2 separate regions of the Pan troglodytes genome follow, and region 1 is linked to region 2. A link is a contact called in public Hi-C data. All regions are on one chromosome and are shown on one strand. The core of a region is the stretch at or near the end of the contact, and the rest is flanking DNA. Distances in the headings are between cores, read along the strand shown. Region 1 holds the start of LOC107969413 (small ribosomal subunit protein uS5-like). Region 2 holds the start of SOCS6 (suppressor of cytokine signaling 6).

Region 1 (3,907 bases), core at 1,356-3,855, 140 kb before region 2:
ATTCCTGATAGGAAGACTTGGTGAATACAGGCTCCTTCCAAAGGTCGGGGGGTCAGGTAGCTGTAGGTCTTAGAGCTGTAAGGTCAAAGGTGGCCTTGGCGCAGTTGCCCAGGGTGGCAGTGCAGCCCCTGGCTGAGGTGTAGCAGACATCCATACCAGCCATCATGAGCAGCTTCTTGGGCACAGGCGCCGAAACGGCGCCAGTGCCCCTGGGCGTGGGGATGAAGCCGACCAGCACAGAGCCGCAGCGGCCTGTCACCTTGCAAGGGACGGTGTGGGGCTTGCCGATCTTGTTCCCCCAGTAGCCTCTGCGCACGGGGACAATGGAGAGCTTGGCCAGGATAATGGCCCCGCGGATGGCAGTGGCCACCTCTTTGGAGCACTTAACACGCAGACCGACGTGGCAATTATAGTCCCCGATGGCAACAAATGCCTTGAACCTGGTGCGCTGGCCGGCGCGGGTCGGCTTCTGCACCGGCATAATCTTCAAAACCTCGTCCTTGAGAGAGGCCCCCAGGAAAAAGCCAATGATCTCAGATTCCTTGATGGGCAGAGAGAAGAGATAGATCTCCTCCAGGGACTTGATCTTCATGTCCTTGACCAGGAGGCCCAGCTTGGTAATGGGCGTCCACCCCTTATCCTTGGCCTTGACTCCGCGAGCTCCGCAACCTCGGCCCTGGCCCGGTCCACGGCCAGATCCACGGCCGCGACCCCGGCCCGGATGCCACTGCGGAAACCTCAGCGGAAACCACCGCAGTTCCCCATCCCAGGGTCCCCCGGGGCTTCCGGCCCCCGCTGCACCGGCGTTATCCGCCATTTGGTGTTTTCTCAGAGAAGAAGTAGAAGCTGTTCTTGTTCGTCATCACTACGTAACATCCTTTGTTTTAGAAGCTCTTCTATGTTCCTCATCACTATGTAACTTGTTTGTTTTAGAAGCTGTTCTATGTTCGTCATCACGACGTAACATCCTTTGTTTCCTGTCTTAATGGCTTTCAGAGAAAACCCGAAGTCAGAAGCACACCGGCATCCACTTGCGGCCGCCCTGCCTGAATATGACATGGATGGGGGTGACCAACGTAGAGTCTTCAGGAGGCTCGGTTTGGTAACTTAGGCATAGTTAATACATCCACATCATTTTTCTGAATTCTATGTTCTTTCGTCTCTTTCTTCACATTTATTCATCTAAAAATGGAGGGAGAGGTTCAAAATTTTTTTTAAAAACACACAAGAATAGTGAGCCTTCTTCATTTGGAATTCATCCCAGTGTTAAAACAAATGAAAGAATATTGTGCAAATTTCCAGGAAAATGTCAATGATGACTGGCTAAATTGGAACAAATATCGAAAGACTCCAAAATGTTTACATCCCAGCTGGAGGCAAGTATTTCATTCCAAGTCAGGGACGGGACAAAGTGAGGCTGCAGCAGCGGAACAGGCGCAGCCTGAGTCCCAGCCCTCAGCATCACCAAGGTGCATTTGTCCCTGAGGACACCAGGAGTTGTGACAAATCCTGTTCCTTTGGTTTTAGAGGTTTTGTTGTAGAAGCCATCCCCATTTTGACCACTCCAATAATACTGTAAGCAGAGTTCAAAAGCTGAAGCGGGTACACTGTGCCTCCAGGTTGTGTTTGTGGATGATACCCTATCAGGGTCTGAATGTCGTCTGACAGTTGCATCATTTCCCTGGAAGAACACGTGTAGACAGGCCAGCCAGTGGCCCTCCCTGTACAGCAGTGGCTGTGGCAGTCAGTGTTGAGTGTGGAACTAGGACTGTGTGATCACCTCCCGATACTTCCCTTTCCTTTTTTTTTTTTTTTTTTTTTTGAGACAGTCTTGCTCTGTCGCCCAGGCTGGAGTGCAGTGGTGTGATCTCGGCTCACTGCAACCTCCACCTCCCGGGTTCAAGCGATTCTCCTGCCCAGCCTCCTGAGTAGCTGGGATTACAGGCATCCGCCACCATACCTGGTTAATTTTGTTTTGTGTTTTTAGTAGAGACGGGGTTTCACCACGTTGGCCAGGCTGGTCTCAAACTCCTGATGTCAGGTGATCCGCCCGCCTCGGCCTCCCAAAGTGCTGGGATTACAGGCGTGAGCCACCGCGCCGGGCCTAATTTTTTGTATTTTTAGTAGAGACAGGGTTTCACCATGTTGGCCAGGCTGGTCCTTATCTTAACATAAAGAATGATAAGGACTTCCTCACAGACTGTTGAGAGAATTAAATAAGTCAACACACATATAGTACTTAGAGGAGTGTGCAGTAAATATTAGTTTAATGATGTGAATACACACACAGGCATACTTGATAAAGCCTAGTGAATATTTGATCTGTCAGTAACAAAATATTCAAAAAACAGCAATGAAGATCAGCAGTTTCTTTTATAATTCAGGAACTAGATAGCCACAAGCAATACAGTTTCACTTTGACTTTCAGACACCACTGAAACACCTGTGCTAGTACTCAGGCTAAAGCTCTTGAAGAGGGCAAAATATTTTCTCCATCTACCTACCTCTGGCCACAAGCACTTATGTGAATTGGAACTCAGGAAATGGTCAAAATCGATGTACTCACCCCTATTTATATGAGTGTTGATTTAAATAAATTATTGAGATAATTTAATGCATTGATTGTTCAGATTAGAATTAAACAGGGTGACCTTTGAAAATTTCATCTCATGATTACTCTTCATGGTACCTACCATCAACTCTTTTCTTAACCATTGCTCAATACTTAATCCGCACTCCTAGTCCTACCTTCTAGCTTGAAGTTATCATTAAACTAAATAACAGCCTTTAAATGAAAAGCAGGATGATACAGTCTCATTATCTCAATACATAAATCATTTGGTTTTAATGCCACCAAAATCCATCACCACAGTAGCAGTGCCTTTCCCTTGTAACATGGACATTGTTTCTAGGTACTTGTTCTTCTAAGTCAGAAATGCTCTTCCATTATTACATACTTCATCTGTGACAACCATTTCTGAATTCACGTTTTGTTTGTTTGTTTGTTTGTTTGTTTGTTTTTTGGAGACAAGGTCTTGCTCTGTCACCCAGGCTGGAGTGCAATGGTATGATCTCAGCTCACTGCAGCCTGGACCTCCTGGGCTCAAGCAGTCTGCCCACTTCAGCCTCTTGAGTAGCTGGGACAACAGGTGTGCACCACCATGCCAGGCTAATTTTTTTTTTTTTTTTTTTTTTTTTTTGTAGACGTGAGGTTTCATCATGTTACCCAGGCTGGTCTTGAACTCCTGGGCTCAAAAAATCCACCTGTCCCAGCCTCCCAGAGGGCTGGGATTGCAGGCGTGAGCCACTGCACCTGGCTGAATTCTTGTTCCTAGTGGCTTTGGGTCCTAAGAAACTTCTGTTTGTTTGTTTGCTTGTTTAGAGACAGGGTCTCATTCTGTGACCCAGGCTGGAGTGCAGTGGCTCAATCACAGCTCAATCTAACCTAGAACTCCTTGGCTCAAGTTATCCTCCTACCTTGGCCTCCCAAAGTGCTGGAATTATAGGCGTGAGCCACCACACCTGGCCCTTAGAAACTTTGTAAACTGTTCATTTGGGTGAACCTAGAAACACCTTAGTAGATCCATTAATTCATTTATTCAACCAACATTTGCTGAGCCCCTGCTCTGCTTTGAGCTCTCCTCTAGAAAGTATGGCAATGCACGCAGGGGCAATTCTACATTCTCCCATGTGAGTGAGGGCTTCACCGTCTCAGGTTGAGGTGGAAATGCAAGGGGCTGCGGACAGGAAGAGGCAGATAAAGGAAGGGGACCTGCTTTGCTGGCTGCAGGTACACAGTCAGCAGCTCTGACATGGGAGCTCTCCGTCAAGACATCATCGCAGAAGAGATGATTCTTCCTGCGTCTGGGACAACAGCATATACAGTCTCTACCAGATGGCACGGACA
Region 2 (3,979 bases), core at 848-3,347:
GGGGGCCACCAAGAGAGGGGGTCATGGGATGACCCGAGGGTGTGCGCTTGGGTGGGAGGCCCTGCTGAAGAGAAAGGGGCAAGACTACCAATTTAGAGGGTAATTTAGAAGATAACGATAAAGGTAAGAGAGAAACAGTGTTTCAAAAGAGATGCTGAATGGAGTTCTAAAAAAGTATAGATTCGGGTGAATACCTGGCTGACCCTTACCCAGGCACAAGCGGAAAACTCTGGCCAAACTCCAGATAGAAGTTCTTCTAGGAATCCTTATCAAATCCACTGTCCACGAACCAGGTTCCTCCAAGGCACCAAGGCAGGCTTAGGGAGGGTGTTTGAACAAAAGGGTTAAGGCCACATATTTAATTTAGAGCTGAATGGATCCTAGACCTTACCATATCCACGCGTGCACAAAACCCACTAGGAGGAGAAATTAGAAAGCCCACGGAAAAGTATTACAGACTTTTTTTCCGGTTTTTGTGAAACCTGGTGAGCAATGCCATTCGTGTTTTTAAGTAAGGCTGTCCACAGCATTAAATATTACAATTAAGATTCGTTCATTCAAGTAAGCTAAATGGATTTAATGTTGTGGTAGTTGGTTAAAAACACGTCAAGATAAATCGCTACCTTCAGTGGTTGAGAAGATGTCAGATATTTTATCTTGAAGTAGAACGTTTACTTTTGTTTGATTCCAAATGTATCTTTATCCCAAGGAACACAGTAAATTTAAAATGTCTCTGGGAGACGTTCAGTGTGTACTTCACGTTATTTCTGTCATTGCTGTGTTCTCTGTCCTCATGCACAGTGCATGCTGCCTTATCCGGGCAGACGTTGCAGAAACATTTGTTGAAATGAATTCAACATTATTTATTTTGCTACCGGAAGACTGAGTCCCGCCACATATTCCCACCTGGCCCTTCATTCCAAACAGTGGGGATGGGAACCCCAATTTCACATTCCAACTGAACGTTAAGTTGGCACACACACTACTGCACACATCCCAAGTTTTGTGCCAGGATCTGCCCCTGAGAAACGTCCATAATTCTGCTCCGTGAGCCACAAGGGTGTACCTGAAGTTGCCAACTCCAGAAGCAAACTGAAAATTCAGGCCCGTGTCGGTCCCAGGAGCGGTTTAAATTCCACAATCGTCCCGTCCCTACACCCGGGTGAGTGCGCGGCCGGCCGGCGGCACCTTCAGCCGCAGAGCAGCCCCGGCCTGCACCTCCACCAGCGCCGGCGCGACCTCGCGGTGGGGCGGGGGCGTCCCCGAGTCCCAGCGCCGCGCCCCAGGCCCGCCCTCGCGCCTGCGGCCTCGCCGCGCCCCGACCCCGAGCCCGAGCCCGAGCCCGAGCCCGCGGAGGTCCGAGGAGGGACCCGGCCGGGGCGCAGAGCCGCGCAGGCCCCGCGCCGCTGCCCAGGCCTCGCGGAGCCCCGGCCTCTCCCCGGCGAGCTGCGGGCAACAAAGGCGGCGGCCCAGGCCGGCGCGCCGCGGCCGAAGAGGCCGAGGGGTCGAGAAGAGCCGCCCGCGGCCGCGCAGGCCTCGGCCCTTCAGGGGCCGCCGCGCCCCGGCCCCGGCTCCCCGGTTTCCGCGTCCCCGCTCCCGGGACTGGCCCCGGCCCCCGTTCCCCGGCCCTGGCCCCCGCCCGCGCACCCGCCGAGACGGCGCAGGGCCTCGCGCTGACCCAGACCCGCCGCTGCAGCCCCGCGCCCGGCGGCCTCCCTGGCCCGGCCCGCGCCGGATCCGCCCCCTGCACTCCGAGGCGAAAACCAGCCCCGCGGACGGTGCCCCGGACCGCGGGCGAGCCGGAGGCGGACGGCGAAGCCCTGCCCCTGCCTCCCGCCCGAGCTCCCCGGACGCTTACCCGGAGGCGGCCCGGCTCCGCTTCCTCGCCCAGCGCCGGCGCGACTGCCGCGCTCGCCTTCTCCTCTCGGCAACTCCTCCTCCCGCCTCCTTCCTCCTCCTCCTCCAGGAGGGGCGCGCGGCCGCGGCGCCTCGGCCCGAGCGCGGAGCGGGTGCGGAGGAGCCGAGCGGGCCGCCCCGCGCCCACTACTCGGGCCCGCGGCGCAGGCGGGGCGTCGGGGCGCGCGGGGCTGAGGCCGGGGGCCGCGCGGGGCGGGGCGGGGCGGGGCGGGGCGGGGCGGGGGCCGGGCACTAAGTGGGGGTTCCGAGGGGAGGGGCGCCGGGTCGGGGTCGTGGGGCGGACGGAGCGCGGAGCCCTGATCCCTTCCCCCACCCCCGCGCCCCTCCGCTGGTGCCTGCAGGCGGCCGCTCCTCCCGCCCCCAGAGTCCCTGTCCTGGTTTTTCCTTTGGTGCTTTCCCTCTGGCGGGGGTGGCCCCGGCTAACGCGGAGAGGAAAGTCTCCTCGGCCCCCGGCCCCGCGGATTTGGCGGCTGCGGTCCCTGTCCCCCTGTGGCGGGCGGTCGGACCCCCGCACTGCCCAGGTCCGCTGGGCTCGCGCGGGGACCCCGGCCTCGTCCCCGCAGGGAGGGGACCCCAGGACAGACGCGCGCGCACGCTGTGCAGAGCCACAAGTGGGGAAACCCTCCCCACACCTCGACTAAATTGTGAAAAATGCTTTTTAAAAAACCAAACATTCCTTGTTTCAAGCCATCTACTTTTCCATTTAGTCGTTTTCAGGGAGGTTTTGTACAAGGAATAGTTGTTTGTGCCGCCGAATTCCAAGGTAGTGTGGTATACAAGTTGCATGTTGGGATCTTAACTAATTTCTTTGGAAACTGGCTGAACATACTACTAATGTATAGCAGTACCACAAAAACTTGATTTTTGTCCATAAGAATCAATAGGAAAATTTGTATTTCTCTTACGATGAAAAGTGGTTAAAAAAATGAGTATCATTAGTATTTCAATAAAGCTTGGGGGGAGATAAATATTATTAAAATCTAACGAGAATTATTGTGGACTTTAAAAGTTGTGTTTCTTGAATAGTATGGACCTTTTTAAAAGAAAACCGAAAGTACAGAGAAAAAAGGGCTAGAAAAAAAGTCTAAAAAGTTGTTCAGGTATGAGTTGGTACCCGAATTATATCTCAATAAAGTTGTTAGTTACAAAAAAGTTCAAGTCCAGTAATCTTAATTCCTATGTCCAATATACAATCTAGATTTCCCCAAGAAATCTAGATTCATAACAGAAAAGTTGGATCTTTAGGTGATGCAAAGTTGATGTCATGTATCATACACTATCATTGTCATCTTCAGTTTTTACTTGAATTTATTAATAAAATACTACCATTATTGTTACCGTGATTGAAATGCAACACAATTCTCAAATATCTAATTACAGTGATTGGAGAATGTAGGTTGAAATAGAATTGTCAGAGAAGTTAGTGGGAAACACAACAAACAGTAATTAACGGTGGCTCATGCCTGTAATCCCAGCACTTTGGGAGGCCGAGGCGGGCGGATCACAAGATCAGGAGATCGAGACCTGCCTGGCCAACACAGTGAAACCCCATCTCTACTAAAAATACAAAAAGTAGCTGGGCATGGTGGCAGCTGCCTGTAATCCCAGCTACTCAGGAGGCTGAGGCAGGAGAATCGTTTGAACCCGGGAGGCGGAGGTTGCAGTAAGCCGAGATCGCACCACTGCACTCCAGCCTGGGTGACAGAGGAAGATGCCGTCTCAAAAAAAAAAAAAAAGAAAAGCAAACGTTTCAATCCTACTGCCTCGGGGTTCCAGTGTCTCCCTATTTTTTCTAAAATGACAACCAGTAGGAGCTGTGCAGCAGGGGGTTAGTGAGCCTTTCACGCAGCAATGGGGCTGTGCAGGATGGGGAAGTGTTGACTCTTCTAGGAGACACTTAAATGTATGGTTAAGACCCTGGGGTTCTGAGTCTGGCAGAGCTGGTGCAGAAGCACAGTTTTGACAGGTCATACAGCTGTGTGACCTCAAACAAGTTTCTCAGTTGGAACCTCAGTTTCTACTTTTGTAAAGGGTGAGTGAGGGGGCTCGATATTAATTATGT

What was found. A called contact is a pair of places that touch in the nucleus more often than the background predicts.
Region 1: a Hi-C map of stem cell-derived neural progenitor cells shows a contact between it and region 2, with 2.9 times the contacts expected there. The contact joins the promoter of LOC107969413 here to the promoter of SOCS6 in region 2. A contact is called at or near these places in 2 of 7 Hi-C or Micro-C datasets (blood and stem cell-derived neural progenitor cells) and 1 of 1 datasets of contacts at active chromatin or transcription factors (stem cell-derived excitatory neurons).

Annotation. Positions count from the first base shown.
Region 1 is chr17:80,473,842-80,477,748 of NHGRI_mPanTro3-v2.0_pri, reverse strand. It overlaps LOC107969413 (small ribosomal subunit protein uS5-like), which reads right to left and starts at 2,605. Exons shown (of 2, transcript XM_054671930.2): 1 at 1-2,605. The coding sequence starts at 817. The coding sequence ends at 53.
Region 2 is chr17:80,332,825-80,336,803 of NHGRI_mPanTro3-v2.0_pri, reverse strand. SOCS6 (suppressor of cytokine signaling 6) reads right to left here and starts at 2,097. Exons shown (of 2, transcript XM_001151286.7): 1 at 1,859-2,097.